5 separate regions of the Mus musculus genome follow, and all the other regions are linked to region 2. A link is a contact called in public Hi-C, HiChIP or PLAC-seq and promoter capture Hi-C data. All regions are on one chromosome and are shown on one strand. Each heading gives the region's core, a stretch centred on a gene start, on an enhancer-like site or on the middle of the called end of the contact. The rest is flanking DNA. Distances are from core to core; before and after follow the strand shown. Region 1 has its middle 24 kb from the start of Gm41036. Region 2 holds the start of Fcho2 (FCH domain only 2). Region 3 overlaps Gm45938 (a long non-coding RNA gene). Region 4 has its middle 28 kb from the start of Ptcd2. Region 5 holds the start of Gm41032 (a long non-coding RNA gene).

Region 1 (5,534 bases), core at 1,281-3,780, 340 kb after region 2:
AGATGGACCGGATGGACCGACACATTTATTCCCTTTCTGCTATTCAGTTCTACCCGCCTCCCTTTTCCTTGCAGAGAGCAAAAAGTTACCTTTTTAGAGCCAAGGTGGTAAATGAATTCAGCATTTGCTTAGACTTGTTGAAAAGGAGCACCGAGGTGATGCTGAGGACCTAGGTAAGGATAATTGGTGGAACTTAGAGAGCATGCGCATGTTGGAGGGGTAGCAGGCAGAGGACACAGGCTGGTTGAAGGGAAGCAGAAATAATAAAATAACTATACATAGTGATAAGGCCTATAAAATAGACCAGGAACAGAGGTAGTGGACGTGTGACGTAACAATGTGTCCATCTGGATAGCCGGGGAGAAAGGAGTTTGCTAAGGCAGAAGTTATGCTAAGAGTAGAGACTCGATTTCAGGCAGAGGGAAAGGCCCCCCCTGGGACAGACCAGTGACACAGACTGCTAGATCCTGAGAGTGGCTGAGACAGAGAGGCTGTTTTCTACTCACCAGAGTGCATGGGATTCATCTGTGAAGCTTAGCTGAGCTCTCAACCATTCCCTAAGTTCACATGCCAAGTCTCTTTAAGGCGAGGCCTGACCTTTTGGCACAGGCCCTGGCAGAGGCAGACTTGGTGCATTGTCGGTTGGAGTGGGCAAACAGTAGTCAAAGACACTTACCTGCAAAGCTTGGGACCAAAAAAACCTGACCCCCTTTTGTTGGCATTGTGACCCTCCCATCAACGAGATCAAAGAACGGGCGTGGGGGATGATGATGTCATAACATACATACTGCACCAGGGCATGGAAGGACACGCCCCTCCCTCAGTTTCCAGTTAAAGGCACAGTTTTGTGCCCATATGCCTCTTTTCCTCCTGTGATTTTCCTGAATCCTACCCCAAGACATCCCCCAAGTTGGTTCCCGACTCCACATTAATTGACCATTAACTGTGATAGGCCCGTGCCTCTCGGAAGGGAGGGGGTTTTCACTTCTCAGTGTCTTTATACTTCCAGTTTATATTCCAGATGGCAGTCTGACGTAAGACCTCTCATGGTTTTCACTCGTGAAGCTGTAGGAGGAGCAGCAGCATCGTGTGTCCGTGGTTCCCATGGTTGCCACTGTCTAACCTTACAACTTGGGTGGTCTGTTTATGGTACACAAACAGAGCCATGTTCAGCTGCTCTTTCCAGTCTTTTCCACTGTTCTATTGCGTTTTATGTACCCCACAGGTGGGGCCATGAAAGGAAGATAAACACTTCTCAGCTGTTATCACTTTTACTGCTAAGTTTGTCATCGGATAGTTCACATCACCGAGTGAACCAAACACTTGAAATAGGCAGAATTTAAAAATTGATATTTACCCCATCGTCTCAGAAAGACTGAATAACCAAACCAGGAGTCACATCCTTCAAGAGGCCCTAATTCCTTCATTCCCACCCCCCCCCCTCTGTGTGTGTGTGTGTGTGTGTGTGTGTGTGTGTGAGAGAGAGAGAGAGAGAGAGAGAGAGAGAGAGAGAGAGAGAGAGAGAAAGAGCAAGAGGGAGAGTGTGTGTGAGAGAGAGTGTGTGTGTGAGAGATAGAGTGTGTGTGTGTGAGAGAGAGAGAGTGTGTGTGTGTGAGAGGGGGGGGGGAGATCTGAAAAGGCCAGAAAGGGGAATCAAGTCCCTGGAGCCAGAGTTATAGACAGAAGTTATAGAACATGGGAGCTGGAAACATAACTTACCTCTGGAAGAGCAGCAAGTACCCCACCCTCTCTCATTTCTCTTTAAATTTGATCTTAATAGATGACAATGACCTTGTGAGGATTCAAATGACTTTCAAATCTGAAAGTCGAAAAGGCTGAAAGGGCTTATTTGCAGCCCCTGTTTGCAAAATTGTCAATTCAGAAGTTAATATTTGCGGACAGTTATGAGAGGTAAGGAATATATCACCCTCTTCCATTCTTGTTTGAGATTACATTTTCAGTTTTTACTCTGTGCTTACTGTTTTTGGTGTTGGAGGCAAAACCTTGCCGGGATTTCAGGAGACAGTTCCCGTGCGAAGTGAATCGAGGGGCTGTTAAAAATGCTCACCCCGGACTTGCTCAAGATCAATTTGATCAGTTCTCCCCTTTATTCAAATGTGCAGCCAAGGCTGAGACCACAGGTCTGGACCTCAGACACCGCTGGGAATCTGAGCCAAAACAAGATGCCCAGAGGATGACTCAGCCGGTAACAGGAACTTGACTCACACCAGAAGTGAGAACTCAGCAGGTGGCCCAAAGGTTGTCTATAAGGTCTAGAGCAGAGGGAGGCTGCGGCTTGGGGCTGGAAGGATGGGACGGCGAGCCTACAGGGAAAGCTGAGTACAGAGGAAGCCACACCGGTCTGTTTTCAGAACCGAGCGTAAAGGCTGCTTTACCCTAGGGTGGAGAGAGTCCTCAAAGCTGATGCTTCAAGCAGCGTGGAGAAAAAGCGTTCCCAGAGCCAGCGAGGAAGTTGCAGGCATGAGAGAGGGCACCAGTAGGTGTCCCCGTTTGATTTGCGGGACCTAAGAAGGATCAGAGCAGCAGCGGGAGCCACGGGAACCATGCGGGGTTACGCTGAAGGTCTAGGACAGGCAGGGCAATCTGGCTCCTGCCAGTTTTGGTGACAGGTGTAGCTTGGGAAGCCCCCATGCTGGATTCCTGAACCTCAGCAGCTCTCCACAAAGTGCTACTGTGTTAGTCCAACACAAACTGTTCACCGTTAAAGAACTCTGAAGGACCTTCATTCTCACCCTCCTTCCTTCCTCTCCCCACTCCCCAGCTTTTATTTTTCCGGAGAGATTTTCGTGTTACCCAGGCTGGCTTCAAGCTCACTGTGTAGCTGAGAGTGACCTTGAGCGTCCAATCCTCTAATCTTCCCCCCACTGAATGCTGGGATTATAGATACTCACTGCTCTGACCAGTTTTATGCTTCACTCACTGGTGATTGAATCCCGGGGCTTCAAGAGAGCTACTACGCAAGCGCTGTTCTAACGGAGCTACATGGGATAAGAGACGCTGTACTTATTTAATGGAAAACATGGAAAATCAGAAATGTTAAGACCTTCCTAAGGTCAGCCAGACACAAACCAACAGAAATGCAGTCAAGATCTCGAGTGCGTGATTTGGAAGCTGTGCCGTTTCCTGTATGAATCTAACCGTGTATGTTACATAGCGGCCTGTGCTCGGCCCTGCATAAGTCAGCTGAGGGAAATGACCTGGATTCAAGATTGCCTCAAATGTGCTAGCCATTTCCTTCCCCCACCTCAGCCACCATCAGAGTTCCATGTATATGTGAAGAACAGGTGCACATGTGAGTGACTAGGATCGAGGAAATCAGAGATCAAGATCGGCATCTTTTTCTAGTGACACCCCACAGATTTCACCTTCCAGGGACCCCTGAAACTGCGTGTAGAACCCAACAGGCTGTCATTAGGGTGGCTCTGTACAATACACCAAAGCTAGTTCTCCTTGGGCCAATCCTCCAACTTCAAAGCCTTTGAGGACCTTGGAAGTCTCATTTGCCCATAAGAAAACTACCTGGCAAGGATTTTCTTGAGGTTACAGGAGTGGCTGAGCAGGGCTCTGAGTTAAAAATGTTGGAAACTAGAAACTTGCTTTATGACAAGAAAAACAACCCCCCCCCAAAAAAAAAACCCCAAAACCACGCTTCAGGAGAAATGAGCCTTCCTGTGCCTTCTCAGGAGACGTGTTCTGAGAAGGTGGGAAACTGATCTCTGGAAGCTGTGGACTCAGGCTGGGTAACAGAGGCAGAAAGACTCCAGGGGGATGGAGGGTTGGAATGACTCTTGGGGACACTAGATAGCCACAGGGAGAGAAGCAGAGAGACCCCTCAGTCCCGGGTTGGCTGGCTGCTGGCCCTGACAAAAATCCCTGTATCCTGCCTTACAAACAGCAAAGGCATGAAGACAGCTTCATCTATGTAGGTAACTTTCCTTCTCTCCTGGGATGGGCAAGCAGCTCTTCTGTTGTTGATGCTGGTTTTTGAGACAGGGTCTCTTTATGTAGCTCTGGCTGTTCTGGACCTCAAGCTATAGACCAGGCTGGCCTTGAACTCACAGAAACCTACCTATCTCTGCCTCCCAAGTGCTGGAACTAAGGGCATGTGCCACTACACCAGGCAATGGTAAACATTTCTAAAAAGGAATCCAAAGCTAGCTATCACTAGACCCCCAGCCCCATCCACACAGCAGTTTACTGTTATCGGCAGCACCTCAGTTCTTAAGGAGTGTTGGGTTGCGAAGATGGTTAAGGTGTTGCTGTTTGGTGTTTGCCTTATATACTTCCTTTGAGGCTGCCAAAGAACAAGGATGTTCTGTTAGATACCAGCAATGACTAAGATTAAAATTACTGTAGAAGTCTGCCTAATGAATCTGCCTGTAGTGATGGTTTGTGGCTATTGAAGAGAATAACAATAACAACAACAGCAAAACCCATTGAGCTGTGTCTATATGAATTAGTTACTTTTTCTCATTGTTATGACCAAATACTTGACACACGTGTCTCCAGACAGGAGAGGTTTATTTCAGCTCACAGTTTCAGAGGAGACTGTCTGTCATGGTGGAGAAGGCATGCTGGCTGAAACAGCTCATCTCTAGCAGTGGAAGCATGAGACACAGTGTGGACCTAGAAGCTCTTTGGCAGTGGGAACCAGAAGCAGGTATGACTTGCAAGGCCTCCTCCTAGCAACACACCCTTGCTAGCCAGACCACAGCCCTTGGTCCATGACCTCCCAGACAACACTAGCAGCTGGGAGCTAAATATTCAACAACTGAACCTATGGGAGACATGTCATATCCAAAGCACAGCAATATACCTGCAAATTAATATGTAAACACATAAATTCAAATAAAGTACATGTAATATAATTCACATACTGTTCTTTCATGAAGGCTGAAACCTTTGCATTGTTTCTAGGTTGGCAGATTAACATTCTATAATAAATCCTATTGGTAGAAAGTGAGGCGTTCATGATTCGTTTTTTTTTTTTCAAGTGAATCAATAACTTAAACGGTTTTCAAGAAAGCAGAGTACAGAGTACGTGTGTGTATGTGATATACTGCGTATGTATCCTTCATTACTCTCAGAGCTGTCTCTTAGACATTTATAGTGAAGCTTTTCTATATGTATTCAATTCAATTTAATGAGTCTTTTCAAAGCACTCAAATTGGTTTCCATAGAAACTATTATTTTTTTCTATCAATGCTTTGCATTAATTAATTAGCCACACAATTATTATAATAAAAGCACTACCAGTATAACCGGGCATAGTTACAACCCAGGCTGATCCTTGGCAAGCTGACAACTCAAACCAGTAGTGATGAGTAGGGACATCAGGAAGGGGACTGGCTGGGGCGTTTCTCTTTCTGTGGACACTGGGTGATTAGTTTTATAGGGAGAAAAAATAAGCTTAGAGAAACAGCTAAGTGGAGGCTGATGAAGAGAGGTTCTTCTGCACATATACGCTAGACATATTGCCATCCCAGCCCTCCAGAATCCTACAACGCATTGAG
Region 2 (5,445 bases), core at 1,520-4,019:
TCCTCTGGTTTCCTGCTCCCTCCATGCCTGCCTAATAGGCAAGCACTATGGGTTCTGGCAGTCGTGTTACACAGAGAATTCTCTAAACAGGTACAAAACCTCATCTGATGTCTGAACAGGAGTGGAGGAGCCTTGGTGTTCAACAGAGTCTAGGACGGGTTCAGTACACCACTCAGGAGTCAAAACTGCACATTCTCTTTAGACACCTTTTCCAACACACACACACATCTAATGTCATCTAATCTTTTTCAAATTTAATGTTTATGTGTATATAAGGTAGTATTCAGTGAATACTTGAAAAACACACAAATCTTTCACTCTTATCAACAAGTGCTCAGTTAAATACAACTGCAAGTAGGTTCTTTTAAGTTACTGAAAACAAATTTTCTTGTAGTTTTCTTTTCTTAATACAAGTGCATGTTTTATTTTACCTGTTACTTTTAGTAAATAAAGTTTGTATGTTGCAGGGAGGGAAGGAGGGAGGGAAGGTATACCGGTATATGTATCTAAAGGTCTGGCATGGTGTGCCTGGGAAGCAGAAGCAGGCAATCTGAGTTAAAAACAACCTGGTCTACACAGTGTGCTCCAGGACAGCCAGGGCTATGTAAATAGACCCTATCTCAAAAAAAAAAAAAAAAAAAAAAAAGTTAGGGCTAATAGAAATGACACACACCGGTATTCCCAGCAGTCTGTAGGCAGAGACAGGAGGATCAGAAGGCCAGGAAACTGCCTTTAAATAAGTGTGAGGGCACAAGGTTTGGGAGGATTATTCAGACTATGAAAAGGATTCAATAACAAAAAGGCAATAAAAATAATCAAATTTTAAAACTGACAATGGGTCTACAGTTTTCCAAAGAAAAATACTTAAAATGGGGAAAAAAATGTTTGACACCATTAGCCACAGAAAAATGCAAATCAAGAGCACAAGCTGCTACTTCATGTCCACCTCATAGTAACAAAAGATAGCAAGTGTTAGTGAGTGTACATCTACTCTGAGACACTGCAGAGCACGGTGCAATGCTGTAGCCACTCTGAGGAACAGTCTAGCAGTTGACTGAAAGAGTACTCCATCTGCTTCTTGGCCCTTTGGCTAACCATGTGCAAATATAGAGTTAAACACGTGATCCAGTAAATTCCATTCTACAAAGAAAAACACATGCTCTGACACACTTGTATAAAGTGTTCATTGCAATATTACTCATAATAAAAGAGACGTTGCGATGGGTACCAAATATCCATCACCAATGAATAGATAAGTAAAAAAGGGAATGGAATATTATTTGATCATAAAAAGGAATGAAATAGTAATATGTATTATCTCGTGGATTACCTTTGAAAATACTATGGTAAGTGAAATAGTCATCAGAGAGCCGGGTCCAGAAAGGACGGAACTGTAGAAGCAGATCGGTTGCCTAGGGACCGAGACAAGGGGCAAACTGGGAATGACTCCTAACCGGTAAGGGATTTTTTCTGAGGTTATGAAATTGTTCTAAAATTGACTGTGGTGATGTTTGCAAAAAAACAATGAGGAACTCTTCACAGTATACACTTTAAGTGCATGCATAAAACCGCTCTTTAAAAACACCACCGAGTACAGATGATTGCGAAAAGCGAATTAACATTCAAAACAAATAACCATGAACTGATTGTATTCAAGCCCGTGCTTGAGACTGAATTAAGAATCTCAGCTAGCAGTAGCTGGCATGACTGAAAGCTGACTCCTTTCAACACCTTACCTAAATGAAAGTGGTGCCGTATTTGCAACTGTCGGGCCACGAAAACCCAAGTTCGGCCAAGATACCTGAGTAAACACGTAACTTTCCTGTTCATGGCAGAAGCGTACTTGCCACGATCGGCTAACAGCAACTGCACGAAATCACACGGCGAGGAGACTAGAGGGGTGTGGGGAGCCCGAGGAAGGTCCACGAAACCCAACTTCCACGGGCTTTGTGAGCAGGCCTGAAGGCAAAGTCCTGGGCGCAGCCCCCACCAGCCCAGCCGCGCGGCCAAGAGGAAGTGCCGAGCCCGCTCGGCCCTGCACGGACTCTGCGTGGGGTCCCGGGCCTGCGCCGCGGGAAGCCGACCAGCCGGGTGCCCGGCTCCCCGCGCCGGACGCCGCGCACGCACGCCCCGTCGGCGCTTTGTCCCCGCCCGGCGCCGCCGGCCCTCTGGAGTCCCCGCCGAGACTCCCGGGCCGCGCTGCCAGCCCGGGCGCCGCGCGCAGTGGCCAACCCGGAGGAGGCGGGTGGCCGGAGAGCCGTGGCCCGCGGGAGCTCGGCCGGGCAACCCCGGGGCCGTGGACTCTCGCTCGGCCGCCCGAGGAGCCGCCGCCCGCCGCGCACGCAGGCCGCGGGGAGAAACCGAAGCCCGCGGCGTCCCCAACACCCTCCGCTCACCCAGAAATTCTCCACGAAATGCGCCATGACCATCTTGCCGCCGCCGCCGCCGCCGCCGCCGCCGCGCCGGGTTCCGCGTCCGCACCCGCCCGCCGCTGTGTAAACACGGACCGGCCCCTACGGCGCCCCCGCCTCTCGCCGCCGCCGCCTTCTTCCCAGAGACCGCCCGCGCCCTCTAGGGCGCATGCGCCACCTAGCGGCAGGCGCGGCCGCCGCCACCACGGGGCGAGAGCCTGACTGTCGCTCCCGAGTGCGCGTGCGCGCAGCCTGTCCGGGTCCGAGCGTTCGCAAGGAATGGTACAGAGCTTAGTCTGCGCGAGCCTCCGGGGCTGGCGGGAGTCGAGCTACCCGCAGGCCCGGGGGGCGGAGCTAATAGGGCCACGCCCCCTCGCGTCCAGCGTCCTGGCCTTCTAGGATCTCCAGCAGTCCCAGGTCCTGGCAGACTGGGACTAAGGAAACTTGGCAGCCGGCCACCCCAAGGAGACTGGGAAACCTTTGGTCAACAGGGAGCCTCTCCTTGACTGGGAAGTAAGATCCAAAACAAAACTGTCCAAGGCCGGAAAGGGAGGGAACGCCCAGTGTCGCCTGCAAGACTCAGGCAGTGCAGTCGGTCACAAGGGAGCCAGCCGGCCTGGACCGCCTGCCGAGAGCAGGCGTGACCCGAAACGCGACTCTTCCAGGCCTGTTCACAAAGCCCATGGTGGTAATCTTACCAGTTTGTACACCCAGGAGGAAAGGACACAAGTTTTAACATGCTTCGGCCTGATGGGGAAAAGAAATCCCTCGCCATGCCTTTCTTTCCAAAAGTTTAAAAAACTTTAGAGGTCCCAAGTTCATTAAGCTAAGTCAAAGATCTGCAAGTTGGAAGTCAAGCTCCAGAGATGATTTAGTGTAGTTTTAACTACAGTATGAACACCGCACGTCCTAAGATCGTTTTCAAACATGGACAATGTAGCACTTTCTTCAAAGGAAATTATTTGCCTCCCCAAACGATGTATGTAAACACTTTTCATGTATCTTTTATATAGTCGATAGCAAAAGATAACCAGACAAAGGTTGTGCCTTTATAAGAATATCTTTCAGAAATATTCACGTAAAGCTAAGACATCTAGCATCTGCTCAGGAGTATTTGGTGGAAGCAGGGCAGAAGACTAGGGTATAGGAGGAACAAGATTGGCCATACAAGTAGTTGAATGATGGAAAGATGCTATTTCCATATACTATTTTAAAAGGTCTATGTGTATGAGTGATTTGCCTGCATGTTAGGTATGAATTCCATGTGTGTGCCTAGTGCCCAATAAGACCAGAAGAGCGTGTGGGATCCTCTGAAACTGAAGATACAGAAAGTTGTGAATCACCATGTGGACTTTGGAATTGAATCAGGGTCCTCTCCAAGAGCATTAATACTCATAACCACTGAGCAATCTCTCCTTTGTTTGTTTGTTTTTGTTTTTCTTGTATATGTTAACTCTTCCATTTAAAATAAATATTTGCTTTTGTTTTGTAAACCATCAGCCCAGTTATGCTATCCTTGGTGCTTAAGATAGAAGAAAATTCTAACAAAAGGAGTAAGAAAGCTCACCCTGCAAAAGCGGCTGGTACTGGATTCCTAATATCACCAGGCTTAGTGCGAGAGAGGATCCCCGAGTTTCCTTTTTTTACTGAGACCCGCCAACATGGGCCGAGTTCACACCAAGACTGTGAAGAAGGCGGCCCAGGTCATCATCGAGAAGTACTACACACACCTGGGTAATGGCTTCCACAGTAACAAGCGCCTGTGGGAGGAGACCTCCATTATCCCCAGCTAGAAACTTCGGAACAAGATAGCTGGCTATGTGACCCATCTGATGAAGTAGATTCAGAGAGGTCCTATGAGAGGCATCTCTATCAAGCTGCAGAGCGAGAGAGAGAGAGAGAGAGAGAGAGAGAGAGAGAGAGGGAGAGGGAGAGGGAGAGGGAGAGGGAGAGGGAGAGGGAGAGGGAGAGGGAGAGGGAGAGGGAGAGGGAGAGGGAGAGAGAGAGAGAGAGAGGAGAATTATGTTCCTGAGGTCTCAGCCCTAGATCAAGAGATCACTGAGGTGGATCCTGACACCAAGGAGATGCCGAAGCTTCTGGACTTGGCAGTCTCTCTAACCTTCAGGTCACTCAGCCTACAGTTGCGATGAATTTCAAACACCAATTGGAGCTGTTGTAATAAACCTGAAAACAAAACAAAACAAAACAAAACAAACAAAAAAAAAGAAAGAAAGGATCCTGAAATTCTAGGCGTTAAATGACCATATCTCTGTGTGTGTCTATCTCTCTGTCTGTCTGTCTCTCTCTCTCTTACACACACACACACACACACACACACACACACACACTCACACACACTTCCTCTAAAAAGAAAAGCTACGGGCTGGAGAGATGGCTCAGTGGTTAAGAGCACTGACTGTTCTTCTAGAGGTCATGAATTCAATTCCCAGCAATTACATGGTGGCTCACAACCATCTGTAATGAGATCTGATGCCCTCTTCTGGTGTGTCTGAAGATAGCTACAATATAATCATATACATGAAATAAATAAATATATATTTTAAAAAGGGAAAGCTACACAGGTGACTCTGTTAATCATGATCTAATATTAAGCCCTGACCCCCTAACCATAAATCTCCTCTCCCATGACCAATGCTATTCAGGTCCCAACAAAACCCGTTAATATCTTTTCCTCTGTATCCTCGTGGTAAAAGGTAAACTGTGAATGGCAGTAAAAATCTGTTAGAGGAGGTGTGGAATGGCTGCCCCATCAGAAGCAGGCAGCTTTGGAGTTGAGGCAAATTTGAGGCACTGAAGTGCTTATTACAGAGGGAGGTTAACTTGTCAAGTCCTTCCACTCAGTTTCAATGCATTTGGTTCTTGAATAACAAAACATGTTTTCTCCCAGTAGTGTCAAACCCAGATTTGCCTTCTCTTAAGGTTCTAATTTGTGGTGACAACACTGGCCCTTTGGCAGAGTGTAGCTGCTACCCTGGCCACAGTTCTGTTGTCGGTCACATAGATAGCAAGGCTG
Region 3 (5,764 bases), core at 2,743-5,242, 310 kb after region 2:
CCGTGTGAATGCAGTCTGAGGTAAGCACAGGTCTCATTGGCTCTCTTGCTTATCAATCTAGCAATTTTGTTTGTTTCGGGGGGTGGGGGTGGGGGGCAACTTTCTGGCCTCCCATTAGACTAGTCTGATAAACAGGACTTGTCTGATAAACAGGACTGGTCTTGATGCCTCCTTCTTGGGATTAAGCGTTAAACCCCAAAGAGCACACCCAAACGCATGAGAACAAGACGGGCTTTGCCAGCCACAGCACTTATTCTTAGACCCCTCTCTTATAATTTTGGAAAGTGAAGCCATGATGCCACAGATTAAGCCAGACCTAAGAGAGAGGGAAGGAGAGAGGCTGTGTGAGTGATAAGTCTTAACTCTCACTGGATCCCATCTCCTGGATTCCTGGCTTGTCTTCCATGGCCACTCCTTGCACATTTGGTACCCATGTCCACACTGGTCAACAGTGCGGTGAATCCCAACAGCTCGGCTTGCTTTATCCTCATAGGACACACCCAGGAAGAGGGAATACAATTGCTTTAAGAGTCTACTTTGCTTCCTGTCAAGGGCCTAGGGATGTATATACTTGAGGGGGCTTTAGAGGTCTTAATTATTGACCACATTGAGAATTTGGTTCCTTTATGAGACATTATTTCTTTACTTCATTAAGAAATACGTATCAAATACTGTATTAGTTTTCTACTACTGGATTAAAAGATGGGTCCCGAAACTTTACAGCCTAAAATAAAATAAACATTTATTGTTTCATGTGACTTGAAGGACAGGAACTCGGGATCACTTCAGCTGGAGTCAACACATCCATGGGGACCCGTGAGATGGCTATGTGGACAAAGGTGCTTGTCACCAAGCCTGACAGACTGGGTTTGGTCCCCAGAACCTACACAGCGGAAGGAGAGAACCTATCCCCACAGGTTGTCCTCAGACCTTCAAGTTCACTAGAGTGCTTTGAACTTTGCAGAACTGTAGAGAGCTCACTGCCACTTCCTGGGAAGGACTCATGTTCCCTGCGTTTGCAATCATTTCCCTCAAACTTGACCTGCCGCCTCCTAAAGACCACCAAGCTCCTATTGGACCTTCAGGATTCCCAGGCTTCTCTGATAGTTTTCTTCTAATACTTCTGTTTACTTCCCAGGTCCAAAGCCATCTCAATATGTGAGGATTTTGTCAGGGCAGTCCTGTTGCATGTTCAGTACCAAAATTTATATTAGCGATCTACTGTGGGATGATAAAGTACTAACAACTTAATATTTGAAGACAAGAAGCTGGTGTCTCACATTTATGTGGGTTAAGAATTTGAGAGTAGTTGAGCTTGGGGCTTCTTGTTCATCTTCTCTTATTGTAGTCAAAATATGAACGAAGATGGCAGTCATCAGGAGGTTTGGATGGGATGGAGGACCCAGTACCAAGATGTTCTCTTGGGTATTGCTAGGAAGCCTCTGTTATAGGGCTGTCCTGTAAGTCAGCTTCCCCCAGAGCAATCCAAGAGATAGCAAGACCAAATTTTAACTGTAATTAATTGTAATTATAGTTGTCTTTTGTAACCTAGCTTCAAAGGTCACAACAATCATTTTCTTACTGGCCCACCAGTTGCTTCGACCCACCCTATCGAGTATAGGAAGGGTCAACACAGGGTCATGACGTAGGTGGTGAGTTATGGGGCCATCTAGAGGCTGACTATTATAAGATTTGGCAAGAGCCACTTGGGCACAACTAGGAAGGTGTCTTAGTCAGGGTTTCTATTCCTGTACAAACATCATGACCAAGAAGCAAGTTGGGGAGGAAAGGGTTTATTCGGCTTACACTTCCATACTGCTGTTCATCACCAAGGAAGTCAGGACTGGAACTCAAGCAGGTCAGAAAGCAGGAGCCGATGCAGAGGCCATGGAGGGATGTTCTTTACTAGCTTGCCTCCCCTGGCTTGCTCAGCCTGCTCTCTTATAGAACCCAAGACTACCAGCCCAGAGATGGTCCCACCCACAAGGGGCCTTTCCCCCTTGATCACTAATTGAGAAAATGCCTTAGAGTTGGATCTCATGGAGGCATTTCCTCAACTGAAGCTCCTTTCTCTGTGATAACCCCAGCTGTGTCAAGTTGACACAGAACTAGCCAGTACAGAAGGGAAGCTGAGATGGCTTTCCAAAGGAACTCACAGTCTAACTTGGGTATTGAGACACATATGTACAGCATATGAGAAAAGACCGAAAACTAACATTAGGGCTTTGAGTGTAATGAGCAAAATTCTTTATATCAGAGTCGAATTTAGAGCCCTCTAAATAATTACACTTATATAATTATGTAATTTTCTTAACTCTTGAGAATTTCTCACATGTATACACCATTTCTCACACGAAATAGGTCATATCCATGCCAGTCTCTTTCTATATTTCCCATGTCCCTCCATACTTACCTCTTCTAACTCCGTTTTCTCCTCTTCCTCCTCTTCCCCACTGGATTCAATTAGTACCATCTATATGTGCATGCATGTGGGACCATCCACTGGGAATAGAAAACCTACCAGCGACCACGCCCTCAAAAAGCCGGTTCTCCTTCCCCAGTAGCTTATCAATTGCTAGTAGCTCCTCAGTAGGGGTAGGGCCTAGAGAACACCGCCTTAATCTGTGACTGAATTCTCTGGCTGACTTGACCTTGTGCAGGGAGCCACATCTGCCTAAGTACGGTGTGAGTACAATCGCCATCTCGGATCCAGAAGACGTTTCACGTCGCTCCTCCCCACCCTCCAGTTCTTATGTTCTTTCTGATGCAGTTCAGATCCAGGACAAGTGGTGGAGGTGCATATTTTACACACCAAAGAGGACCAGAGCTCCAGGTTCTCCCAGCATCCTTCAGTCTCTATGTATACAGGGCATGGCTGGCATACCCTGCCCTCTACCCTGAATTTTACAGCCCAGGGGCTGGGCTTCCCCTCCCCCATAAGCTCCTCCCGGTACAATCCAGGCATTTTGTGCTCTCTCTCTCTCTCCCTCCCTCCCTCCCTCCCTCCCTGTTCCTCAGTACTCCCACTCTCTTCCTCCCCCTCCTTCCTTTCCCTCCTCCCCCTCTCTCTCTGTATTTTCTCTCCCTCTTGTGAGCAAGCCCTTTCTCGATTTCTGTCTGCCCTCCTCCCCAGCCACTCCTCCCACCCCCATCCCCCACCCCTGTCTCCCTCACCCTGGGCCACTTTCCTGGCCTCATTTCTTGGGACCCTGAAGTCACTCCCCATGAAGGGCTCCCCCTTATATTCTCCAATCTGGTTTGAATTGGCTCATTTCACCAGCAGAGAAAAACTTTCACTTTCTCCCTACTCTTCCTCTGTCTCCTGAGCCTTGGAGGAGCAGGGGTAGGGTTAGTTAGCAAAGATGTCTCTCCTAGGGCTGAGCACTCAAGTTCCTTTCTCACCACATTCACCAGCCATGACTCTCTGCATTAGTGGCCGATACTGTTGAGAGCTGCCCTCTCTGTCCATGGTGGATCAAATTTTGAATATTTAAATTTTCTACACATGTGATATTAGGAGACCATTGGAAACAAATTGAGAGAAGCACAGATTAAAGACTTGGGGAATATACCTCACCAAGCAAACTTCAAATAAAACAAAAGGCAGAGATGGCTTTAACTTGAGGAATGGGCTAAAAGAGTCTTTTCTAAGTTTAAGGGAAAGTCGGTGTTTTTCTGGGCAAGAGAAGCTGGAAAGAGGAGGGGGGAAAACAGAAATGGAGCAAAGTGCTGGTGGCTGATGGAGGAGTGTCTAGGAGAGAGTCTCAAGTGTAAAGAAAAGACCTTGAAAAGAAAAGAGCATTTCCACCTTTGAGACATGGTCTGAGGTGGGTGGGTAAAGAGGCACATTGTTAGGTCACACCGAATGATCTTATATGGTCAGGGGGCGGAGAAGTGGAGAAGAGGGAGAGGAGAGAGGAATGTGGAAGGGCTTTTGGCAGGAGTCTGGCAGGGAGTGACCCAAATACCTCTGGATGCTAGGAGCTAGCTGAGTGAGATCGGCTGGGTCCCTAGGAGCATGAGCAGGCCTGGGGACAAGATGTCCTTTGGCATTGCTCAGCAGGCTGGGAGCAGGAGGACAGGAAATGGGTGGAATGTAACAGCTGCACACACAAATGTCCGTAGCTGGAGATCTCAGGAGACTCTGTGCATCTGACTCCCGTCCTCAGTGAATGTTCCAGTTACATGATATCATTTCTTCCCTTTGAAGATCATTATGAACCTTGGGCCAGGAAGAAATGCCATAATTTGTCACTGAAATGTGTGGTGCGTAATGGAGAAAATATGGAAAGGTCTAAAACTTCAACAGTGCCTAACACGAGGCTGGGGAGAGGGCTCGGGCAGTCCAGTGCTTGTCTTGCAAGTTCAAGGACATGAACTCAACTCTCAGAACTCACATAAAAGAACTGGGTGTGGTTGCATGATTTTTAAAATCCCAGCACTGGCGAGAGGAGGAGACGAGCAGATACCTAGGGCTTGCTGGCTAGCCACCCTACCCTACTCAGTGAGCTCCAGGGAGAGACTCTGTCATAAAAAACTGAAGGGTGAACTCAAGAGAGGTGGGCTGGCAGTTAAGAGTAGTTGCTGCTCTTTCTAGAGGACCAGGTTCAGTTATCTGTAAATCACATGGTGGCTTATAACCTTGGTAGTTCCAGTTTCAAAGGATCTGATACTGTTTTGTTTGCCCATGTGGCCACCAAACACATGTGGTGCAGGAACACACTCACTCATATACATAAAATAATTATACTGAAGGGGAAAAAAAATCAAATTTTAGCTGGGCAGTGGTGGTACACGCCTATGATCCCAGTGTTCAGGCAGTAGAGGGAGGCAGATCTCGAGGCTAGCCTGGTCTACAGAGTGAGCTTCAGGACAGCCATGGCTACACAGAGAAACCCTGCCTTGTAAAACAACAAACAAAAAACAAACTTTAATATATTAGAAAGATAAAGTTGGACTCTGCACACACTGGCAACCACATGACTCACAAATACACACATACCAAAGATGAGCAATTAAAAATTTAGTTACTGGGGGCTGGAGAGATGGCTCGGAGGTTAAGAGCACTGACTGTTCTTCCAGAGTTCAATTACCAGTAACCACATGGTGGCCATAACCATCTGTAATGAGATCTGGTGCCCTCTTCTGGTTTGCAGACATACATGCAGGCAGAATACTATCTACAGAACAAATAAACCAATCCCCCCCCCCAAAATTAGTTACTGACTAGCATTGCTTCAGATCATAGTGTGTATAGATGGTATCAATGCCCACTTCATATTCCAGTCTGTGTAACGAAACACTGATCCTCATGTTCTTCTGTAGGTAGATCTTATCACAGACTATCTAGTGTCAATCATTCTCTAAAACAAAATGCTCAAGAAATTGAACTAGAATTAAAATACCTGGGCTCCATTCCAGCTTTGTCACCACCGATGTGCCCCCCAAGTCATCTTACCATTCCTTGGCCTTAACCACTCGTTTGTAAAATAGGAAACTAGATGAAATCTCTCATAGCCCCAATGTTATTACATAGTCCTACAGTTTCCGGCCTTCCTTTAACAAAGATTTTTCTCTGTGAGTGCTGTCCAAGTTGGACACTAGGGGTCACGTTCAGATAACCACTCACAAACACATCTGCCTGTTTCCTCAAGAGAAGGTCCCGAGCAGCTAGAGGATGCGCAACCTGCTTTCTCACTTAAAGGACTTTGAATGCTCTGTGCTGTTTCCCTTTCCGTTCACTGGGCTTGAGGGCGGGGCAGGA
Region 4 (4,991 bases), core at 1,313-3,812, 500 kb after region 2:
GGAACTCACTTTGTAGACCAGGCTGGCCTTGAACTCAGAAATCCTCCTGCCTCTGCCTCCCGAGTGCTGGGATTAAAGGTGTGCACCACCACCACTGGGCCTCATTTTCCAATGTGTCGTGGGAGATTGCAATCCTGGAAAGAATAAGTGACTCCTGGCAGCAAAGTGGGACCCACTGAGTCATAGTTAGCACGGGGCTTCATTCTTTCCATTATTCATCTCTTCATTAGCTCCGGAGTCGCCCTAACTGCAGGTGCTTGCCCCTCTTCATTTCCTGCCAGAGGCTGATTGAATATCCTCAACTCAACACCAAGTTGCATCAGTTTAAAAATGAAACTTCCTCACCACCAAATACAGTACTGGTAATTAGGTAGACTGTTAATAAGAGCAAAAGCAATCAGATAGTCTGAGTTTGAGTGTGTTGAGCATCATGGGAGCTGCAAGATGACAGGCGCACCCCAGAGTGGGGAACTGAACCAAAGTCTGGGATTAGTTAAAGGACCTGACCATCGGACCTGGAAATGTCAAACTAGCAGACACATCTTACTGTTTTTCATCTGCTCTTGGTATGACTTCCAGGTAAAAGAAACGATTGCTAAATGTTCTTTGTTGAACAAACTGGGAAAACAAAAATGTACCACAGGTTGCAATAAAAATAGGAGTTAGCCATTCTTGCCTGCACCCTCCTCTGAGAGCTGCAACTCCCGTGAAAGGCTGCATAAGATGCTGGGCCCGTGAGACAGCGTTGAGAATAGCCTGGCAGCTCCAGGTGGCTTTGCTATCTACCGTCCACAGCATGTAGCCCCGTGGCAGCTGGAGAGGAAGATGTTTTTGGGGATATCGCTTTTCTCATCTTGACCTGTGCAGTTCTTCTTTCTAATAGGGCTAGGCGAGGGGAAAGCCAAGACTGAAGCAGACCGTGCGTTTCTAATTACCTCGGTGACCTGGCCTCTCCGCAATGAGTCAGGAGGACGAGAACACGAGAAGGCAAAAAACCATCGCAGCACAACCCCAAAGGAAGAGACATCATGAGAATGACGGGAAGACAGGGAGAGGGGAAAGAGGAAGTAGAATTCAGGGACAGAAGAATTCACAGACCACATTCAACTGACCCAGAACAGGAAAGTGATGCACCTGACCTGCTTTAAACTGCCTTGTTACAGTGAACCCTCCAACTCAAAGACAAGGGAGCTCGCATCACCTGCTGATTTAGACCCACCACCATGGAGGGAATTGGCCCTGTGAAGATAGCAACGTCTTCTTTGGATCCCATCCTCCACAGCTCTACAAAGGTTCCGCACAAGAAGATTTCAGTGAAACTTGAAGGTTGTGTCCATATGCAGACACTGAAACACTTGGAGAAAAGAGACTTTTAAAAGGCTGAGGCAGGAGGATCATGAATGAGAGAGGCCAGCGTGGGCTGCAGAGCGGGTTGCTAGCCAGTATGGTCTACCCAGCAAGACCCTGCCTCAAAATACGTAAAAGACAAATAAATGCAGACCTGAGTATTCTCTCTATATAAGTTTTGCACCTCCGGGCTACATCTATGGCCCACTGAGTTCACTGTGGGTTCCAGGCAGGTGGCAAAGGCTAGACTGTGGGACATGCGGGGACAGAGTTGTGTCTCTTCTGTTCCTTTGGTAAAATGTCTGGCAGGAGCAGCTCCAGGAAGGAATGATTTACTCTGGCTCATGGCTTCAGAGGGATTTAAGTCCCTCTCTGTGGGGAAGGTACTGTGTGGGTAGTTCTAATCGTCACATGGCAGTGCAACAGGGAGAGTGTAGATAGATGGGAGCCAGGGACAGACTGACCCTCAAGGGCCTGGCCCTAGTGACCTATGTCTACCAGGCAGGCCATACCTCCTACAGGTTCTACAGCCTTCAAAGTCAAGCTACAAGCCAAGGGCTGAGCATTTACAGCATGGCTCAGGGCAGGGCAGGAGGCATGGTAGCAGGGCTGCTCTCTGCCCTATGAGGCACTGACTTTAACTTATCTCTTTGTCAGGAAAGAGCTTGGTCAAGCACTGTGGCACACATCTAGAATCCTGGCAGGCTAAGGCAGGAGGATCTTCAGTTTAGACTGGGTTATAAAGGAAGACCACCTCCTACCCCACACCCTGACAAGGTGGATCTTATAGAAGTAAGCTTCACTGGATGGCTTGTGACAAGAGGTCATGAGCCCAAGAAGTCATCTTCTCTTTATAAACAGTGCAGTAGACTTTTTGCTTTCTTTCTTTAACTCCTAAATACAAAAGCCTACAAAAAGCCTACTTAACATCATATACAGAAATGAATCTGGCCTTCAGATTTCTATTGGATCTGGGGCAGGTAGCCATCACACATGATTTTTAAATATAATATATTGAGATTGTGGAGAATGGGGAAAGTCTTGAGGGGTAAAGTCCTGTGTAAATATGTATTGTTTGACACGAACACAGCCATGTCAAGGACCAAAGCCTCAGAGCTATGGGAAAATGCCAAAGCTTTCCAAGGCTGGGCTCAGCGGAATGCCAAAGCCTTCCAAGGCTGGGATCAGAGGAACGCCAAAGCCTTCCAAGGCTGGGCTCAGTGGAACACCAAAGCCTTCCAAGGCTGGGATCAGAGGAACGCCAAAGCCTTCCCTCCTGTTCCGAGGGCCAGTGTTGAGAGTGTGTGTAGAAAATGTCCACCATAGCTCTGTCCCCAAGATGTTTGCAGCCTGAAGACTGCTCTCCTACAGAGACTGCTCCTTCGGAGATTTCCCTCCCTGTTCAGTTTTAGAGTTTCCTTCCAGTGCACTGGAGGATTTTGAGAACCGCTTGTTGATTTCTCAGTTAAGTCCTCTGGAGCAAGTCTTTGTCCCTTTGCTCCTCCCTGGTGTTCTGGTCTCTGGTAGGGACGCGTTTCATTTGAATCCCAACATCATATAATCAGTACTCTGTGAAGACTCGGTATGTAACTTTCATGGAATTGAATGTGACCTCTGAACAATTCTTCAAGTTGGGCAGATCTAAATACACTCAATTCTCTAGTGAGTCATCTAGTGTTTTTGTGTGACGAAGATGTCTTCTGCATCTGTCAGGTACGTGGGTACTTTACCCATGTAGCCTCAATATGAATTTCTGCTCTCTCTGAGTTCCAGGAATGGAAGACATTTTTGAAAACTGGTACCCTAAAAGAGAGAGAGAGAGAGAGAGAGAGAGAGAGAGAGAGAGAGAGAGAGAGAATCTGGGCGCCCTCTGCTGTCTCGGCTAAGTTCTGCTGCTGTAGAAAAGAACACAGCATGAATAAAAGTACACATATACACATACAAAACAGACACACAAAACACAGACACACACACAAAACAGACAGACAGACACACACACAGGCAATACAGACATGTGATTAGAAACATGTTTACTAAAGTGCTTCCCAACAGCCTGTTTTAAATACCATTGTCTTCTACTCCCTGGTATCCAATCTATGACCTCCAGTTTTTCCTGAGAAGTGGGGTAATGCTATCTCAGAGGGCTTTCCTGAAGGTTCAATGAGATATATAGCCAACTGCTCTGTTAGAGCCTGAGGAACAATAACCCTTGCTATGTGCTGGGTCATTTCCTTCTTTTCATCAACTCTGGCATAAGTGACCCTGCTTCTGCTGTCACCCAAGCACCCACAGATCAGTGGTTCTCAACCTTCCTAACACCTCAACCCTTTAATACAGTTCCTCATGTCGTGGTGACCCCCAACTATAAAATTATTTTCCTTGCGGTATCATAACCACAATTTTGCTTGTTATGAATCATAATGTAAATATCTGATATGCAACCCTGTGAAAGGGCCATTTGTCCCCAAAGGGGGCACACTGTAACCCATACCCCACAAGTGGAGAACCAGTGCATTCTGTTTTTTTGTTTTTTTAAAAGTAATTATGGGGAACTGGAGAGATGTCTCAGTGGTTACGAACACTGGCTTTTCTTCTAGAGGACCCAGGTTGAATTCCTAGCACCCACATGGCAGCTCACAATTGTCTATAACTCCTGTTTCAGAGGATCTGACTCCCTCACACATGCAGGCAAAACACCAATATACATAAAATTTAAAAGAAATAGTAACTAATACATTTTAAGTGCTCACCTCTAACAGTGTGCATTAGTTATCTTGCTACTGAGGCTTTAAAACAGGTATGACGGCTGGTCTCCATCAGCAGAGGCCAGCAGTCTCCCTCTCGGGGAAGCAGGGGGCAGGAAGGTTGGTATTTATTATTCATGAAGTTGTTTGTGCTTTTTCCATTTTTGTTTTTGTTAATGAGTGGTTGTGGCCTAACAAAGAGCACCACAATTATCTAACGCATTACAGCCATTTACACAAGGTAAGTTGGGGAAGCATGGTCTATTCTCTAAGGCTTTGCAGGTACAGGAATCAACTTTTGCTGTTGTTTACAAAACACCAGGCACACACAGAAGCCATTATTTTCTAAGAAGAATTTTTTGTTGTTGCTTTGTTTTTTTTTTTTTTTAATGAGGCTGTCTAACGCTTTACAGAACACAGGCAAACTCTTTCTGATAACTGTGAGATGGGCTCCTGTGCATGATGAGAGCAGGAAGAAGGCCTCATGTATCCCTGTGATTCCTCAGCTAGCTGGGAGTACTTTAAGTGCCAGCAGCTAGGTAGCCACAAAGTTAAGGTTTCACAGCACGGGCACAGCACCAGGCATACTGCCTGCCTCACATTCACTGTGAACTCACACTCACTGTTAGCCTGTGCACTGACTATCAGACCCACTTACCAATGAGCAAACTGAGAACCTGCAGCCACCTGGAAAACCTCAGGAGTCCTTAGGATTCTGGAAATATCTTAGGAACTGTTTTAGCCGCAGAAGAGGTATCTCTCTATCTACCTTTATATTATATAAATAAGTAATAATTTATAAATATTATATATACTGTTTATATGCACTATATACAAATATATTTATATATTAAACTACTTTATAAAATATAAGTATATATGTAATAATATTTCACAGTA
Region 5 (5,617 bases), core at 2,201-4,700, 280 kb before region 2:
CTTCTTTGGTTTTGTGCTGCTTCAGCTACATCCCTTCACACCACACCTGGCACGTGGCTGTCACACAACCAAAGCTTGCCGAGTGAATGAATGAATGAATGAATGAATGTAGGACAAGAGGAATCTGTAAAGATAAAAAAAAACAATAAAGAAATGATGAAAATCTCTGGAACAGCTTCTACTAGCCGAATCAGCATTTTTTTTAAGATTTATTTTTGTTCATGGGTGTGTTGTGAATGTTTGTGAGGGTGTCCTGGGAGGCCAGAAGAGGGTGTTGCAGCCCTAGAAGCTGAAGTTACAGGTGGTTTCAGACTCCCTGAAGTACATGTCAGGAGCCAAGCCCATGATACTGAGCCATTTCTCCTGCCCAATTTATCAAGGATTTTAGCTATGCTACCCATAAGTGTTGCCATTCCACTCACAGACCCTCTTTGTATATCTTCTGTATATCTGTTCTCTGTCTCCTCACATTTCCCAGTAATGGGATCAGACAGCACATCCAGCCTTGGGAGCTGCTGTTTTCTCTTAACGGGATGTTCCATATTTCTGTCTCCAGTGTCAATAGATACCATTTGTGTTTAAACCTAGGTGACAGTAAAAGCCATGAGTGGGCCCAAGATTACCACCCAGTTGGGCATGGGAGACCCTGGAGACATCTGCATGCCAGGGGCAGAAGGAAAGAGAGATCCACCAGAGACTGGAAGGAAGTCAGAAAGATGGGAGACAGACAGGCTTGAAACCAGAATGGCCCAGGAGGAAGAGAGGAAGGAAGGGCAGCAGCAGCAGAAGGAAGCAGTGGCTGGCTGGCTCAGATGTCGGAGGACTGAGGACTCAGGCAGGGTGTGACTCAGGAGGGAGCTCTCTGTGAGCTTTTCCTCTGACTATGAAATAAAGAGATGCTACAAGGTGATGAATTGAACTTTGTGGTTTTTGAAAGAGCAGGAGCTAGGATTGTATTTAGCTACATTTTTCAGGAAGCCCAAATGCTAAGTTACAACCAAAAAGAGTTTATGTATTATTTTTGCTTTCAGAGTTTCTTGTGACCCAAGCTAGCCTTGAACTTACTATGTGGTGAGCTCCTGATCCATCTGCCTCTACTTAGCAAATGCTGAGGTCACACCACCCTGCTCAGCTGCTGTGAGGCTTTTACTTTGCTTAGTTGAGAAGAAATTTCAAGACAGGTAGAGGTTATTATAACTGGCCAAGGGGCAGCAAGGACACACATTTCTTTGCGTGCTTATTCTACCATGATCAATGAAGGAGCACCTCTTCCAGTTTGGTTATGATTTGTTTGAGACAAGACCTCTTTACTATGCAGATGTGGGTGTCCTAGAACTTGTTCTGTAGACCAGGCTGGCCTCTTACTCATAGAAATCAGTATACCTCTGCCTTCTGAATACTGGGATTAAAGGCAATTAAAGGCACCACTACAACTGGCCTCCTCGGGGACTTAAGGTAGTTATTCTTCTAGCTGTCATACCTACACTCCAAGAAAAAGACAGATTTTAAAAAAATGTACAAATTGCCCACCTTACCTGAGTCTGCCTGTCTGCATGAGGCTCCACTCCACAGTCAGAACTAACACATCTTTGGTCGGAACTGGATGGCATGGTTGCTCTTAAGGGTAGAAGAGTCTGGGAATGGGCAGAGATCACTTCCTCTGACAAGGCAGATAGTGGGAACAGACACTGGAGAAACTACAGGCAACATCCTCTTACGGGCTGACCATGTGAGAAAAGTCTGTCCTGAACACTAACAACAGCATGTGGCCTTCTTAGGTTAATAGTATTTTCTGATAAGAAAGAAAGAATGATATTTAAGCAATCCATTCGATCCTACTGCAAGTAGGAAGTAAGGAATAAAACACAATCACGCTTGGGCTAGTTTTCCTGGCAAAGTCCAGTTCCAGGTATCGGTGTCAGCTAAGCCTCTGCGTTCTAGTTCTTCTCTTTCCTCACAATCCTCTTATTTTTTGTTATACTGTTATTAAATTCCACCTTGCAAAAAAAAAAAAAAAAAAAGGAAAAAAAAATCCAAGCTCAGCAAGCTGCTGAGAGACTAGGCCATATCAGGTGAGCCACTTGGAGCCTGGGGGACTGAATTTCTCCTTCCTGATGTGCTTGGACCTATTTAACCTCCACACTTGCATAGCCCCTGGCAGATTTAGCTCTGACAGAGAGAGAAGCTCACCGACAGTACAGTGTGGGTCTCCAGGCCGGGCATGCTGCAGGGGAAGGCTACGGCTAGTTCTAGGGTCAAAAGAGAATCCGAGGTAGGAAAAGGTTTCCTTCATCAGAGGTAATTTGGTTTGTGTAGTTCCATTTCTCCCAGAATCCTCTGTTCTTGCCAGACTGTCTCCAAGGTCTCTGCTCTTCAAATAGTTTGCTACTCAAAGCAGTGACTGGGTCCTCGAGGTAACCTGAGTTTTATTATTAATTGTTTGCATTGACACAGGATGTCCCAGTGTAGCCCAGGCTGACCAGGAACTACTAGTCCCCCTGCCTTAGCTTCCCCAGGGCTGGGCTCACTGGTGTGTATCAGCCAGTACAGCCTGCACTAGATAAGGCCAGCTGCAGATGCCAGCTTAGATAAATGGCTTCTCCTGCAGGAACATATTCTCTCTGCCCTGCTGCCCTACCCCCACAACCCCAGAAGAATCCCTTTGTTAGTTACACATGAGCACATGCCAGGAGCAGTTCATCTAAATGAGCAACTGCTTTCTGGGAGTAGACCCGACAGAAGAGAAGCTGGGCAAAGCTGCACTTGAGTGCCAAGCCTTGGCTGCAGAAAGAAAAGCCAGATTGTTTCCAGGGACCAGTGATGGACAAGCACCAAGTTGAGGCAAAGTGGCCTCGAGCTCTTCGCCATTGCCCAGTGCTCGATGCTTGGCATCCTTCCTCGGAGCATGGGAGATGATGGCTCTGGGGAAATTCCAGTCTGCAACTCATTGAAGCAGGATAAACAGAACTCCTGCTCCAGAAGACTCTATCCTGAACAAGAGGCTCTTGGAATCTTCTTGGAGGTTTTGATGTCCACATAAACTATAAACAACGGGGTTGGGAGATACTTGGTGCAGCAGGCTGTGACCATCAAGGTCAAAGGACGGGCATAAGGGACATCATCTTAGACTTTTATCCATAAAGTGACTTTGGACAGCTCTGAGGAGCAACAAAGATTTTGTTGAGTGGCCCCCCAAAAAAACTGTGATGTAACTGTCTTTGTCTCTTTTAAAATACAATGCATAAAGAAACAAGAGATGCAATCAAATATCTCATGTGCCACATTTTGCTTTGTAAACCCTACATGTGTAACTCAGGATAAAGCCGCCCTGCTGTCTGCTTAAGAGAAAGAATGCTAAGATTGCAAGGAAAGCTATCTTAACAGCAGCAAAAGCCCGTCTTAACCACGTGTAACACATTATCCAAATGAGGATGTTTCCCAACATTGCGTAACCAGAGATTCCAGAAGTCCACTGGACACAGAGGCAAACCTGGCCGGCTTGCATGTGTCTGTTCCACTTTGGGAAGTTATTAAAATGCCTTGTTAGACTTACTGGCTAGCCTACAATTTTAACTTCACCCTAACTTCAAAAGGCATTAATAGCAATAAGCCGCAGTTTATCTAATTGGGGGTGTATCACCTAACGGGGCAAAGAAGCCACCACACCAGCTGCCAATGGACAGAACAGGCTAGTTTTAGTAACATGTTTATATGGGAAGTCAGATTCTGTGCAAGAAATGGACAGATCCTTTGCTCTCAGCTGGCGAAGCGCATCCCATAATCCTTGCTGCTTACTTCAGAACCTGACATGTTCTAGCCCCAGGGACTGACAGAACCTTGGACCCTTGTGGGGTACTTGCTTGTCTCAAATGACATGTGCTCAGGGACACAATTGTGTCGGTAACACTGCTTGAAGTTAATATTTTAGTTTAAAATGTGTAACATCAAGGTGTAAGTAAGATCTGGGTGAATTCTGATGTTCCCTCAGCCCTGCTCCATCACCTACAATGAACATGCTGATTTCCTGCTTGTGCAAAGACAGTCTCCCTTCCCTACCTGTCACATACACTAGGCAGCGCTTCTCATGCTGTGTCAGAGTCACCTGGAGAAGCTGTTAGAATAGGGACCCAGAGCCCAGATCTCAGCAATCCCAATTCTCCAGGGTTAGGAGAGGATAGAGGTTGTTCATTTAAGGTCGTCTCAGGTGAGACTAGCTCTACTGTACGAACAGCATTGAGTCTGTACAAACATAAATTCTATGAGGCATGTGACACATCTGCCTCACAGAAGAGAGTGCAGAAGGCTACAGTAGGACAAGGGGTGTCACACAGGGTGTCCTCCTCCATCATCAGCTGGTGGCAGGGTCTGGATCCACAGAGGCTGTGTGCCAGTCTCAGACCTGGCTTCCAAACAGAGAACAAATGTGGGGAACAGTGAGATTAGGGCAAGAGCCAATGCCTTGAAAATGAACATGAGACTGGAAGAGTAGGGCACTTGGAAGACTAGGCCGTGAGACTGTGGCTGTCCTAGAGAGAGAGAGAGAGCACTGTCCTGGGGAGCACTGTCCTAGGGAGCACTGTCCTGGGAGTACTGTCCTAGGGAGCACTGTCCTAGGGAGCACTGTCCTAGGGAGCACTGTCCTCGGGAGCACTGCCCTCGGGAGCACTGTCCTAGGGAGCACTGTCCTCGGGAGCACTGTCCTGGGAGCACTGTCCTTGGGAGCACTGTCCTTGGGAGCACTGTCCTGGGGAGCATTGTCCTAGGGAGCACTGTCCTGGGAGTACTGTCCCAGGGAGCATTAGGAGGTTCTTTCTAGAAAACTTCACTGTGGGGACAGGTAGCCCTGTAGTGCCAAGAGCAAACTCAATCAGCGATAGCAAACAAAACCAGTCACAGAGCACTTACTCTGTTTTCTTTACCCTGCTCCCATCTGCTTAGGATGAACCCCTTTCTGTGGCCAAGACACCAGGATGTTTCCTTGCCCATCTCTGGTTTAAAAGGTCAGCCGCACCCCCAAGAAAATCTCCTGGGTAGGCGCCGTGACTGAAGAAACAGCCCGAGCAACCGTTTGATACCTAGCCCTGTCACTTTCAAGTCTGCTGTTCGAATCCTGGGATAGACCAATGAAAAGACACAGTCGGATGTCCTACAGGGCAGTGTGCTGTGGCTTCAATTGGGAACGTCATGGGTCTCGTTCCTTATAAGCTGATTAAAATGTTTTCTTTCTTTCATAATTTACCCACAAGCCTTAATTAAAGCATCAAAAGATATGTATTTGGACCTATAAAGTCATAATAAGCCTAAGCAAAAGGAACTTCCATTGAGCCTCTGCATCTCGGGAAACGCTCTTTAAAGTGGCCGTATTGGAGTTAAATTGGACAGTACTTTTCTTCAGAGAGGTTAAACTCCAAAAAGGAAAAAAAAAAAAAAACACAGGCGTAAACGAAAAGCGCTTTTAATAATTTCCTATAGCAAGATGGGTTGTTTTACTGAGAAGGAGCAGCCTAGACCGCTGCGTGCGGAATGACATATATTTACGTGTGAGACAGTCCTCAACCATAAAAAATATTACAAAAGCTCGTCTTGAGTTGGCATTTGAAAGATCAAATACATCTTC

What was found. Promoter capture Hi-C pulls out the DNA fragments that hold promoters and counts their contacts. A called contact is a pair of places that touch in the nucleus more often than the background predicts. HiChIP or PLAC-seq counts read pairs in DNA pulled down with a chosen protein or histone mark.
Region 1: a promoter capture Hi-C map of stem cell-derived epiblast-like cells shows a contact between it and region 2, with 3 times the contacts expected there. The contact joins the enhancer-like site here to the promoter of Fcho2 in region 2. A contact is called at or near these places in 9 of 39 promoter capture datasets (the C10 cell line, embryonic stem cells, hippocampal neurons and 4 more), 9 of 115 datasets of contacts at active chromatin or transcription factors (acute myeloid leukemia, bone marrow-derived dendritic cells, embryonic stem cells and 5 more) and 1 of 9 other capture datasets (embryonic stem cells).
Region 3: a contact with region 2 is called in an H3K27ac HiChIP or PLAC-seq map of heart atrium, with 8 read pairs. The contact joins the enhancer-like site here to the promoter of Fcho2 in region 2. A contact is called at or near these places in 4 of 39 promoter capture datasets (the C10 cell line, fetal liver, liver and 1 more), 4 of 484 Hi-C or Micro-C datasets (bone marrow-derived macrophages, cerebral cortex, muscle stem cells and 1 more), 12 of 115 datasets of contacts at active chromatin or transcription factors (the 230-238 cell line, the NIH/3T3 cell line, embryonic forebrain and 6 more) and 3 of 9 other capture datasets (adipose tissue, liver and pancreatic islet).
Region 4: a contact with region 2 is called in an H3K27ac HiChIP or PLAC-seq map of heart atrium, with 4 times the contacts expected there. The contact joins the enhancer-like site here to the promoter of Fcho2 in region 2. A contact is called at or near these places in 8 of 39 promoter capture datasets (the 3T3-L1 cell line, the C10 cell line, cranial neural crest and 4 more), 15 of 115 datasets of contacts at active chromatin or transcription factors (astrocytes, bone marrow-derived macrophages, embryonic forebrain and 9 more) and 2 of 9 other capture datasets (adipose tissue and liver).
Region 5: a contact with region 2 is called in a Hi-C map of the N1E-115 cell line, with 4 times the contacts expected there. The contact joins the enhancer-like site here to the promoter of Fcho2 in region 2. A contact is called at or near these places in 3 of 484 Hi-C or Micro-C datasets (the G1E-ER4 cell line, the N1E-115 cell line and embryonic stem cells).

The regions. Positions count from the first base shown.
Region 1 is chr13:99,150,236-99,155,769 of GRCm38.p6, forward strand. No RefSeq gene overlaps it. Among named protein-coding and RNA genes, the nearest start is that of Gm41036, 24 kb to the right of the region's middle. Within about 2 kb of position 2,531, at least 97 of the 459 cell types and tissues checked have an H3K27ac peak or open chromatin away from gene starts, as enhancers often do. A contact at or near this core is called in epiblast stem cells, pancreatic cancer cells, stem cell-derived epiblast-like cells and 1 more, where this site is marked.
Region 2 is chr13:98,812,680-98,818,124 of GRCm38.p6, forward strand. It overlaps Fcho2 (FCH domain only 2), which reads right to left and starts at 2,770. Exons shown (of 26, transcript NM_172591.3): 1 at 2,397-2,770. The coding sequence starts at 2,429. Gm34995 (a long non-coding RNA gene) reads left to right here and starts at 3,302. Exons shown (of 3, transcript XR_382806.4): 1 at 3,302-3,390. It also overlaps the pseudogene Gm18134.
Region 3 is chr13:99,121,074-99,126,837 of GRCm38.p6, forward strand. It overlaps Gm45938 (a long non-coding RNA gene), which reads left to right. Exons shown (of 5, transcript XR_001781030.1): 5 at 766-1,385. Among named protein-coding and RNA genes, the nearest start is that of Gm45938, 13 kb to the left of the region's middle. Within about 2 kb of position 3,993, at least 85 of the 459 cell types and tissues checked have an H3K27ac peak or open chromatin away from gene starts, as enhancers often do. A contact at or near this core is called in adipose tissue, bone marrow-derived macrophages, heart atrium and 2 more, where this site is marked.
Region 4 is chr13:99,314,034-99,319,024 of GRCm38.p6, forward strand. No RefSeq gene overlaps it. Among named protein-coding and RNA genes, the nearest start is that of Ptcd2, 28 kb to the right of the region's middle. Within about 2 kb of position 2,563, at least 15 of the 459 cell types and tissues checked have an H3K27ac peak or open chromatin away from gene starts, as enhancers often do. A contact at or near this core is called in adipose tissue, bone marrow-derived macrophages and heart atrium, where this site is marked.
Region 5 is chr13:98,536,056-98,541,672 of GRCm38.p6, forward strand. Gm41032 (a long non-coding RNA gene) reads right to left here and starts at 110. Exons shown (of 3, transcript XR_873844.2): 1 at 1-110. Within about 2 kb of position 3,451, at least 5 of the 459 cell types and tissues checked have an H3K27ac peak or open chromatin away from gene starts, as enhancers often do. A contact at or near this core is called in the N1E-115 cell line, where this site is marked.